Regions from separate parts of the Mus musculus genome. Here regions 2, 3 and 4 are each linked to region 1. Evidence: chromatin contacts called from public HiChIP or PLAC-seq data. All regions are on one chromosome and are shown on one strand. The core of a region is the stretch at or near the end of the contact, and the rest is flanking DNA. Distances in the headings are between cores, read along the strand shown.

Region 1 (2,630 bases), core at 35-2,534:
GACGATAAAGAGGGTCAGAGCCCCGAGTTTGAGATACCCATGACATGTCAGTGGCAGGACCGGAGCCTGAGCCCTTCGGGGACTAGTAGCGGGAGAAACGGCACATATCACACTGGCAGGCCCTTGCAGTAAAGATCTCAAGCTCCCCACGCTGGTTCCCCACGCACTGCAGCCACACCCTCACCTGTTGGAGGAGGACCCAAGTTTGTTCCCATTCCACCCCACCCTCACGCCCCCATCAGGTTCGAACCCCTGGGTCCTCACCCTCACACCTGGTCAGGTTCGGGCCCCTGGGGGTCCCCACCCTTATGGCCCGGTCAGGTTCGGGCCCCTGGGGGACCCCACCCTTACACCCCGGTCAGGTTCGGGCCCCTGGGTCCCCACCCTCATACCTGGTCAGGTTCGGGCTCCTGGGTCCCCACCCTCACACCAGGTCAGGTTCGGACCCCTGGGTCCCCACCCTCACGCTCCATCAGGCTCAGGCCCCTGGGTCCCCACCCTCACGCTCCATCAGGCTCAGGCCCCTTACCTTTCTGAGGCTGCTGATGGTGCAGCACTGGGAGGAAGAGGTGATGTTGTGCCGATAGCCACTGGCCACCAGCACAGAGTACCGGGAAGGGAAAGCACTAGACTCACAGTGTCCTACACAGGCCTGTGCCACGTGGGAGCCCTGGCAAGTGCCGAGGCGATCACTGCGCACCGTCACATTGAAGGCTGGAAGCAGAGAAGGGAGCAGCCGGTGAAGGCCGTGCTGGCCGGGTTACCCGTCCATCCGCTCCCCAAGCAGAGTTACTCACGGTGCAAGTGGCAGCCTGGGATGGCTGTCTCTGGGCTATGCCCTTCAGTGACTGCCAGGCCCAGCAGGCAAAGGAGCAAGACTCGTGGTGCCATGGGCATCTGCAAAGGACTGGGTGGGAAGGGAAGTCTTTGAAGTTGTGCCTCTCCACCAGCAAGCCAGGCTTCTGGGTCTCCTTATTGGTGAGGTGTGCTGGGTAGTGGTCTTTATCATCTCTGCCTTTGGTAGGAATGTGTGTGTGTGGGGGGGGTTGCTTCCCTGCCTCAGCTACTCTGGAAGGGTGTGAATAGCCACTTATATGTCATCCTATGCATTCTCCCCTGGAATGTCCTCACCATCTGCGGTACATATCAATTTCCCCATCTATGTGCCACTTTGGCTACAAGGCCCTGGCCCACCACCCCACCCTCCCTGGCTCCACCCCTCCCTTCCTGGCCCCACCTCCTCAGCCTCAGCAGCTTACCAGTCCAACAGCAACTGAAGACTCCTGGTGCCTCCTGCTGGTCTCCAAACTGGAGCTGGCTCTCCAGGCTTTTATTTGCTGGTGTTTTAGAGCCCCGCCCTCCCAGATATCAGATTTCAGGCCCCTCCTAGCCTGAAGCCTCCGCACAGTCCCACCTGGAGATCAGGGTCTGTGGTTTCTTCAGAATGCAGTCTCCACTGACATTTCCCTTTCTCTTTAGGCTGTCTAGTGCTGAATACTAGAGGGAGTGAGGCAGGCCCAGGAGTGGCCCAGTGTGACCTGTGGGCAGCTGGATTTTCTTCATCCTCTGTGAGCCTAGGCAGGACTCTTGCCTGATCAGCCATTCTCTGTTGAAAAACTACTATGTCTTTTAGTGATTACAAAGGAATGGGGCTGAAAATCAACTTTTTTTTGTTTTGTTTTTGAGACAGGGTTTCTCTGTGTAGCCATGGCTGTCCTGGAACTCACTCTGTAGACCAGGCTGGCCTGCTCTACAGAAATCCGCCTGCCTCTGCCTCCCAAGTGCTGGGATTAAAAGCGTGCGCCACCACCACCCGGCTTTCAACTTTTTTTCTTAAAAGACCATCTCATACATCTCAGGGGCAACCTTGAGCTTGGTCTTCCTTCCTCCTCCTCCTAAGCCCTGGAGTCACAGGCAGGAGCCACCATATTCATGCAGTTCATGCTGTGCTGGGGTCGAGCCCAGGGCCTTATGAATGCTAAGGAGGGACTCCACCAGGGGAGTTACATCCCCAGTCCAAGAACAAGATTGTTTTGTTCAAGGGCACCTAAGCTGTGCTTGCTGGCAGACTAGGGGTAGGGCCATTTCGGTCTCCCAGAGTCCTGGGAGTGCTTCCTTATCATGTGGCTGGTTGCAGAGTAGAATTCTGAGCTAGAAAGTCTCCCTAGTCCCTGGAATAGCAGGGACCAGTCTACATTAAAAGCAGAGCTGGACTCCAACCTCTGGCTCTGTTGAGTCTAACTCTGCTTACAGAGGAAAGGCGCCCTACTAAAAGCCTCATTCACATATCATACTATGGATCCATGGTGCTAAGTTACACCTAGGACAAGAATGTGACAGGTTGAGGGCTGTGGGTGTGGTTCTGTGGCAGAGCGCTTGCCTGGAAGCTTAGGGTTCTGAGTTCCATGTATTTTTGGCACCATAAAACAAGCAAGCAAGCAATAACAAAGCCCTTAGTCAACATTAGCTGGAGGTTGAGTGAAGAAGCACCCAGACCAAGGTCTGTGGTGATTATAGGCAGCCCCGCTTAGACTACTCACCTGCTTAGAAGAGTGGGACAACCCACAGCTGCCAGAGCTCGAGGGCTCCTCAGAGCTTTCCAAATCCTACCTCTCACTTTCCAGATAATC
Region 2 (2,630 bases), core at 59-2,558, 780 kb after region 1:
GCTATGTCCCCAGCCCAATACTGGGGGACCCAGCATCTCAGTGACCCCCGTTCTGGGCTAGAAGCACTGCCAGGGGCATCTCTCGCTCCCAGGTCGTCGGTCCTTAGGGGCCGTTTGGGGCCAGGAAGGGAGGGGCACCCAGGGTGACTCAGCCTCAGTGACTCGGCCCGCTGTGACTCGGCGAAACGGACGCAGCTCCTTCCCTCCCCTGGCGACACGTGCTCGCGGCCCCTCGACAGGAAATGGACACCTGCAACCTCTCAAGTGCCCCTATCCAGCAGTGAGAGACGTCGGGTGCCGAGAATGTGGAGCGCGAGTGTGGCCGGGCAGGTGACCCCGCGCACATCCCAACACTTCGTGGTCTCCAGGAACCCCTCGGAACCACTGCCTGGGGCCCATGGGCTCTATACTGCGCACAAAGAGATGAGGACTTGACCGGATAAAGGGACACGGACAACCAGAGCAACACACGGACAGCCTCGGACAGGCTGCTAAGAATTCTCTGTCCCGGCTGAGTTCTGATGGACCCCGTCTCTATGTGCCCAGACCCCAGGTCCCAGTTATTAACTGGAGATGGAGAACACCTCTGATCCTGTCCAGGCAGGGATGGGGCAGGTATTTAGAGGGACAGCGTATTAGGGGCAGATAGGAGGAAATGTAAGACCGTAACGGAGACGGAGGGGCAGAAAGACAGTCAGCTAGGGAGATACGGGCGAGCGAGAAGGGGAATTCGCAGATATTCGCGCTTCCCGCTGCGCTCGTCCCCTTGGCCACCGGGTACATAGGTTCCCCGACCACACAGAACGTGCAGGATCCTCGGTCGCGACCACCAGAGTCAGATGCTGCTCGGGGCCCCAGTCCAAATCCCGGAGCAAACTAGACTAATCCCAGCATCCCTGATGCTGTCCAAACTCAGGTCCCCCCCCCCCCGACGATTCGGCCAGTCTCACCTGCTGCTGGGCGGTCTGTGCCTGAGCTTGCGGGGGCTGCGCGGGGCGACCGTACGGGCTGCCAGCCCCGGAGCTCGGTCCCGGTTCCCCGTAGTCTCGGTACATGCCCTGGGCTGGATGTTCGGTAGGGTCCGCGTTGGCGGCTGCGGTTCTGACTCACTCGCGCCTCTCGGAGTCTGGTCTTTTTTATGAATGAAAAGTTCTTGGGCTGAACCACTTGCACCACGGGGGGTGGGGGCGTGTCTCAGCGGCGCCTTTCACCTCGCAGGGGACCCACCTCTCCAGATGAACCTCTGTGGACCGGTCCGCTCGGAACTTCACGACCCTCTGCTCGGGTGGCAAGCCGCCTCTACAGACAGAAAGCGACCGACTTGGCGTCCCCTAGCATCCGCGGCGGCCACGCCCCCCTCTGACGCAGCTGCCCATACATGGTGCAATTTCCTTGCCGCGCCCAGGTGCACCGAGGATTCCCCCTGACGCACCTTGCCGAAGTTGGGGCTTGCAACTGCGCCCCGCCCCGTTCAGACTAGCCAAGGTTCCCAACACAGGGCGAAACAAAATCCTGTGGCCGCCTGGCCTCGCGCCAAGACTTAGAAAGAAGAACGGGGAGAGTGTCTGAAAGCTGGGAAGTGAATTATAAATATGGGTTATTATTATCATCATCATTATTTACCTGGAGAGAATCATTCCAACTGTCACCCAAGTCTGCAGTCCTGACTTAAGACCGCTCCTCTCAAGTGGGGTGAGAAGTTTCTTTAGTTGAGTTTGCTTTGCTTGTGGTTTGTGGAGGGAGGTTGGTTGAGACAGGGTCTCAGGTATCTAGTTGAGGCTGCCCTTGAACTCCTGATCCTTCCGTCACCTCTCAAGTGTTGGACTGTGCCACCATCACACCTGGCTTTTGTAGATAGGGTCTCTTGTTGTGCAGGTTGGCCTTGAACTCCTTATGTAGCTTAGAATAACCTGCTTTCACTTCTCAAGTGGAGGGCAGACATTACAAATGTGCCCCTCCACACCCAGTTTCAACTGTTGTCAAGGTTTTTGATAGACTGAAAGGTTATTGACAAACCAGGGTTATGAAATGTTGTTATATTTGAATACTACGTGAAGTGGCATTTAGTGTACCCACAGATAGAAGGCGCTACATGTTTGAGACCGTCTCTGGAGCTATCACAAGCTTTAATCCAGGCCTCTACAGGCAGAGAGCGCCTACAGAAGGACATAGGTGTCCTGAGACACAGTCAGTAAGGCTTCTTGACTGAAGGTCTGACTGGAGGCACTCCTCCAGTACTATGTGTGTCACCAGCCCACTTTGGAAGTATGTGAAAGGCCTTGATACGGGTGAGGTCCTGACCAGGTGTGCTGAGGAGGTAAATGCCATCATAACCCCCACTTCTCAGATGGGAAAAACTGAGGCTGACAGGTATTGAAATGAGTTGCTCAAGGCCACTGAGTAAGTGGCTGAGTCTGGTGACCAAGTCAGGCCATGAGCTTCAAGCCTTTACATTGTACGTACACGAAGAATGGCAGACTGGGAGAGCATGGGTCCCAAAACTCTTTCTCTGATTTCTTCCATCTCAATGGAGACTGAAGAAACTTGTCCTCAGGGAAGCAGAGGCCTGGGCTGTCTTCATTGGGAACAAAGGCTGGGGTTCTGCTGTTTGGACTCAGGCCTGGAGGCCA
Region 3 (2,630 bases), core at 48-2,547, 770 kb before region 1:
AGGCTAGCTTAGGCTACATGACATTTTGTCCCCAAAATGAAAAATGAGGCTTTCTAGATGGTGCCACAATTAAAAAAAGCACTGGCTGTTCTTCCTAAGGACCTGGGGCCGGGTCCCAGCACTCACACGGCAGCTCCCAACCACCTGTAATTCCTGTCCCACTGGAATGCAATGCTCTCTTCTGGCCTCTGCGAGAGCCAAGTATGCACGTGGGGCAGGCAAAACACTCATGCACATAAAAAACCAAAACCAAAACCAAGACAAACAAACAAACAAAACACTACAAAAAGAAACCAGAACAGTGTGTCTGCTCCAGGGAGAGTAACATAGCAAGCACTAAGTATCCGCCCACAGCGGCCATTCAATAAACATCAGTTGTTCAGTATGCTCCTCTGTCCATCCTTGGGAAGTGTTGATTGGGCCAGTTGGTCGAAAGAGACATCATGAAGTCCAGCCTAGACAGGGGCTCCTCTTCCAGAGGATATGAAAGAGGTTCTGGGCCTTGTACATTTTTTCCCCTGTACATTTGGAGGGTGTGTCTATTCTGCATTCCTCTTGGGGCAATGTTAAGAATTAAAGTCGAGGAGACAGAGGTTCCAGTTGCTCTCTGGGCTCCCACCATTCCTCCCAGTTCCAGCATGGTTACTTACCAGCTCGCATGGGAAGTCCCAGCTTCAAGGCCCCGTGGCGAAGGGCATAGGACAGAGCCTTAGACAGCTGCACATTTCGGTCCTGAAAGAGTCCAGTGATGATCTGAGTTTCAGTAGCCAGCCCTGGATGTCCTACTGCTAAGGCAGGCTAGAACAGCGCCCATGGTGCTGCAGTCTACCCCACCAAGAAGCTAAGGCTCAGAGGGTCTCTCCCATGTCCTAGCGTTGTGGGTAAGGCTGGAAAGGTGCGCACCTGTTCCCGGGGTCTATGAGTCCTTCTACCTTCCTTCCTCCTTCCTCCAGGGGCGTTCATGATCAAGACCTGTAGGGAGCAGGGAGTGTGGGTTCTCTGCCCAGAAAGTTACAAAAGCTCAGGATAAGAACCGCACTGCTCATCCCACCCTAGTTCAGCAAGGGAACTTGAGGCCCAGCGGGCGAGACTTGCTCAAGGTCACACTGGCAGCCTCGAGGCCCGAGGGATCCGGACCAGACCCCGGGCCCTGAAATCAGATCACAGCACGGCTGCCCCGGGCACCGGGCTGGCGTATGCGTTGACAAGTAGGTCGGCGGGTCTGCATAGATCTGAAGGGCTCCACTGCGGAGGGCGGGATCCGGACCTGAACACGGACTGGCTAATGGGAAGCCAGGAAAGAAAGGGGCGGGTACTTCCGCTTGGGGAAAGGGGTGGACTTTGGGGGCCGGGCCAGCCGCTAAATTCCGAGATCAAGCTTCCAGATCCTGGGAGTAGATCAAGCGTGTCCAGGTTGGAGGTAGGACTCCTGGAGTTGGGGGGGGGGGGGGCGGGGGCCTTGAGAGTTTTGGGGACCTAGTGCTGCTGGGTGGTAGGGTTGCCAGAGGCTTTAGGGGTTTGGGACAGCAGGATTCCAGGGCGCCTGCTGAGCTCAGTACTCTTGCTGGAATGATGCTCGCAATAAGTAGTCAGGGATCTGCAAAAGGACTGGGGAGCACTCAGGAGTTCTGTGGAAGAGAGGGTCAGCTCGTTTCCTAGAGTGACAGGATGGCCATCTGTGTCCTCTGCCAGAGCTGCCCTGTCAGACTATGGACCCCGAGGTGTCCCTGCTGCTGCTGTGCCCTCTTGGGGGACTTTCCCAGGAGCAGGTAGCAGTGGAGCTGAGCCCGGCTCATGACCGTCGTCCATTGCCTGGAGGAGACAAGGCCATCACTGCCATCTGGGAGACTCGGCAACAGGCCCAACCTTGGATCTTTGATGCTCCCAAGTTCCGCCTTCACTCAGCCACACTGGTGTCCAGCTCGCCTGAGCCACAGCTGCTCCTGCACTTGGGTCTAACTTCCTACCGGGACTTCCTGGGCACCAACTGGTCCAGCTCAGCCTCCTGGCTGCGACAGCAGGGCGCTGCAGATTGGGGTGACAAGCAAGCCTATCTGGCAGACCCACTGGGGGTGGGTGCCGCACTGGTCACAGCTGACGACTTCCTTGTCTTCCTGCGCCGCTCTCAGCAGGTAGCGGAAGCTCCCGGACTGGTGGATGTACCCGGTGGGCACCCTGAACCTCAGGTAAGATGACTGGCTAGGTCCAAAGGCTCAAAATCCAAGCACTCCTGGTCCTGGTTTCCTCTTCTCATAAAGGGAAAACCGGCTTGGTATTTCTGAGCCTGCAGGCGCATGCTCTGCTGTCCAGGAGAATGTGGGGCCCAGCTGAGCACAACCCATGACTCTCCACCACTACTGGGAGGAAACAAGGTGCTCACTGCCATCTGGGAGCCCCAGCCATAAATCTAAGCTGGAACACACCTATGGAAGCTAGGGAACATGGGAGGAGAGACTGAAGGGAGGATGCCTCTTCTTATCCGATCCATGTAATCCTTCCTAGCTGGGCTTCCGATTGCTCTCCTTGGAATAGGTGGGCCTGGGTTAGGGATTGCCAGGACTCTCACACTGAGTCTGCTCCAGGCCTCCATGCCCAGCAAGAGAAAAGCGGCGGTGTGGGAAGTGGCATAG
Region 4 (2,630 bases), core at 58-2,557, 750 kb before region 1:
AGTGGGCACCAGGGGCGCCAGACAGACAGGGCTGGGGACCTTGGGCTTTGAACCTAGCAGATGTGCCTTCTCAGCATCCGGGACCTCCGGCTCACCAGAGCACTGGTGGGCCAGCTGTCCTAGTTCATCACAGCCCTCCCCTCCCCCAAACACCTGTCACAGCTTCCTGGGGGGGGGGGGAGGAAGTGAGGGTGAGGGGTCAGTGTGAAAGACCCATGCTTGATAAAGGGGAAACAAAGAGCCCATGCTTTGAGGAGAAAGGGGTACACCCCCCTCCCCAAGGGTACAGCTATCACACTTGGAGCCAGCTGCATTCCAGGGCTGGGCTAGGGTAGGCATTAGAGGGCAGGCCCACTCCTCCACCCTACCCCTGGGGGCCTGAGTCACCATCTGAACAAGCAAGGAACATGGGGTGGAGAACCAGAGCTGGGAGAGCTGGTTAACCTGTCTCTGTAGACAGAATGGCAGGCTAGCCCACAACAACTCCTCAGATCCTTTGTAACACTTGAGACAGTTAAACTAGTACCTTTCAACTAGTGTCGATGCTAGCCCAGACTAGACTAGACCTTTCACTGTTAGCCCAAGCTAGACCCCTGCCTCCAGCAGGCTATCTAGTTCTTCTAGACTCGGCGAGGACACTATGCTTAACCTGAGGCAGTACCACGAAGGACGCAAGGTCCCGGGCAGCGGAGAAAGCTAGAGTGTCTTAGGTCAGGCAAGAAAGAGCGCACACTCACTGGGAGCGGCGAGTGCAAGACCGGTGGCTTGGCAGCAGAGCTCCCATTGACTCTGGAGACAGACCGACTTAGGGCCGATTTTAGGGTATCCGCGCGGGGTGGGGAGCACACCTGGCAGTCGTAGAGTCGCGTGAGCTGTTCTAAAATCCACTCCTCCAGGTTGAGGCGCTTCCGTAGCTCCTTGCGGTCGTACTTGACGGTGACCTTCCCTTGCCGTCTCACCGGGCCATCGTCATCAGCGCCCCCCGGGCCTTCGCCTGCGGCCCCAGGGGGACTCTGGAAGTAGACTCGGGGCCCTGTGCTGCCACTGCCCGGCCCGGGGGCCGGGGCAGCTAACGCCGCGCCCCCCGCGGGGCCGCTGTCCGCCATGGCGGCCGCCGGGGCCACGTGCGCGCTCGGGCCCCTCCCTGCGCCGCCGCCTCCCGGACGCCCGCCGGCTGGCTCCCGGCCGCTGGCTCCGGTTAGCTCGCGGGCTCCGTTCCGCGCAGCTCCGCGGCGAGGGCGGCGGCGGGGGCGCCCGGGGGCAGCTGCAGCATGCGGAGCCCCCGGGCTTGGCCTGGCCGCGCCCCGCCCCCTCCCCACCGATCCGCCCGCCCTTTGTCCCCCGCGGCCGCCGCCCGAGCCGCCGCCGCTGCCGCTTTCTCTGTCTTGCTCTCTTCCCCCGCCCCCCGACCACACCCCCTTAAAGGGCCAGCCCCGCTTCAGGCCCCCTCTCCCCAACCCCGCCTCCTGAAAGGGGATAGGGGAGGATCTACTTTGCCGGGTTTGGGGACTGTCTGTCCGGTTTCCTATAACTTAACCTCTGGCCTCAAACCTAGACTTCTAGGTGTCGGATGCCTGGATCTTCACGCCACTAGGACCATAGTCCTCTTCTGACCCTGTTTCATTCTGTCACTAAGGTAGAAACAGACAGTCTAGGCATGAGACGGTGTGGGCGCAGATGCGGTGAGGAACGTGCGGGACCCTTGGTCATCAAGGGGCGAGAGAACTTCCGCGCATGGGTCGACACGTGGACAGGGCTTCCGGGGATCGGAGGTGTAAAGGGGTCCAGGCACTGCCCAGGTGCCGGCCGGGATGCCCTACTTGGTCTGGTCTCACGCCCCTCAAGGAAGAGCTCGGGGTGGGGGCGTGTAGATTTGGCCGTTTGGCTTACAATAGCCAGGACTGGGACGACCACCGCCCACCGGCTGAGATGGCGGCGCGCGTGGTATTGTGGGCAATGTAGTCAGCGGCTCGTCGATGCTGCCCCTCCCAGCTGCAGAGCCCGCATTGAAGCGCAAACTTGTTTGGGGCGCGCCCCTCTGAGCTGGCAGGATTGTGCTGGGCGAGGCCCTGGGCGCCCCGCAGCTTGAGCGTGTGCAAAGGAGGAAACTCGGGTGCAAAGAGCTAGCATGTGGGGAAGCCAAAACTCACAATGATAAAGGTAATAATAGCAGTTGACCCCAAATGAGCGTTTATTGGGACCCCTGCCTGTTCTGCTGTAGGGACAGCAAGCTAGTTCACCCAGTAACTTCTCGATCCTTCACACTTTAGGAGGCCACCTTCCAGTCTTCCTTTATTCTGTCTGCATCTTTAAATTGTTTCATTCATTCCTTTGTCTTTCTGCTAGAAAGCGAAAATTTGGTGGGCCAGAGCTCTGAGGACTCTGCTGATACCTTAGCTTGGGTCAGCGTGCTCCTTGTCAAACCTACAGGCATTAGGACACTATTAGGTCCATACCGAATTCTAGCTCGAAAAACTCTCAGACTCAGGCAAAGGACTCTCCATCCTATTGGTTGAACAAACGACCGAAAAGAGGTGGTGGGTGGGGGGGGGGGGACCGATGGACTTCCTCTGAAGGCTGTGGGGAACATTAAACGGGAAAACTCGTGGACACTTCAGTTGTGAGAGCAC

The links. HiChIP or PLAC-seq counts read pairs in DNA pulled down with a chosen protein or histone mark.
Region 2: a contact with region 1 is called in a FOXA1 HiChIP or PLAC-seq map of pancreatic cancer cells. The contact joins the promoter of Fosl1 here to the promoter of Gpha2 in region 1. A contact is called at or near these places in 2 of 39 promoter capture datasets (hippocampal neurons and liver), 1 of 115 datasets of contacts at active chromatin or transcription factors (pancreatic cancer cells) and 1 of 9 other capture datasets (adipose tissue).
Region 3: a contact with region 1 is called in a FOXA1 HiChIP or PLAC-seq map of pancreatic cancer cells. The contact joins the promoter of Trpt1 here to the promoter of Gpha2 in region 1. A contact is called at or near these places in 1 of 39 promoter capture datasets (embryonic stem cells) and 4 of 115 datasets of contacts at active chromatin or transcription factors (bone marrow-derived macrophages, extraembryonic endoderm stem cells, large pre-B cells and 1 more).
Region 4: a contact with region 1 is called in a FOXA1 HiChIP or PLAC-seq map of pancreatic cancer cells. The contact joins the promoter of Ppp1r14b here to the promoter of Gpha2 in region 1. A contact is called at or near these places in 1 of 39 promoter capture datasets (liver), 4 of 115 datasets of contacts at active chromatin or transcription factors (bone marrow-derived macrophages, extraembryonic endoderm stem cells, large pre-B cells and 1 more) and 1 of 9 other capture datasets (adipose tissue).

What each region holds. Positions count from the first base shown.
Region 1 is chr19:6,225,055-6,227,684 of GRCm38.p6, reverse strand. It overlaps Gpha2 (glycoprotein hormone alpha 2), which reads right to left and starts at 1,284. Exons shown (of 4, transcript NM_130453.3): 1 at 1,260-1,284; 2 at 798-907; 3 at 530-714; 4 at 1-184. The coding sequence starts at 897. The coding sequence ends at 83.
Region 2 is chr19:5,446,376-5,449,005 of GRCm38.p6, reverse strand. Fosl1 (fos-like antigen 1) reads right to left here and starts at 1,308. Exons shown (of 4, transcript NM_010235.2): 1 at 951-1,308. The coding sequence starts at 1,055.
Region 3 is chr19:6,994,798-6,997,427 of GRCm38.p6, reverse strand. It overlaps Trpt1 (tRNA phosphotransferase 1), which reads right to left and starts at 1,297. Exons shown (of 7, transcript NM_153597.2): 1 at 904-1,297; 2 at 651-732. The coding sequence starts at 963. Nudt22 (nudix (nucleoside diphosphate linked moiety X)-type motif 22) reads left to right here and starts at 1,391. Exons shown (of 6, transcript NM_026675.2): 1 at 1,391-1,420; 2 at 1,693-2,186. The coding sequence starts at 1,710.
Region 4 is chr19:6,973,725-6,976,354 of GRCm38.p6, reverse strand. Ppp1r14b (protein phosphatase 1, regulatory inhibitor subunit 14B) reads right to left here and starts at 1,307. Exons shown (of 4, transcript NM_008889.2): 1 at 849-1,307. The coding sequence starts at 1,106. It also overlaps a transcript of Plcb3 not described here.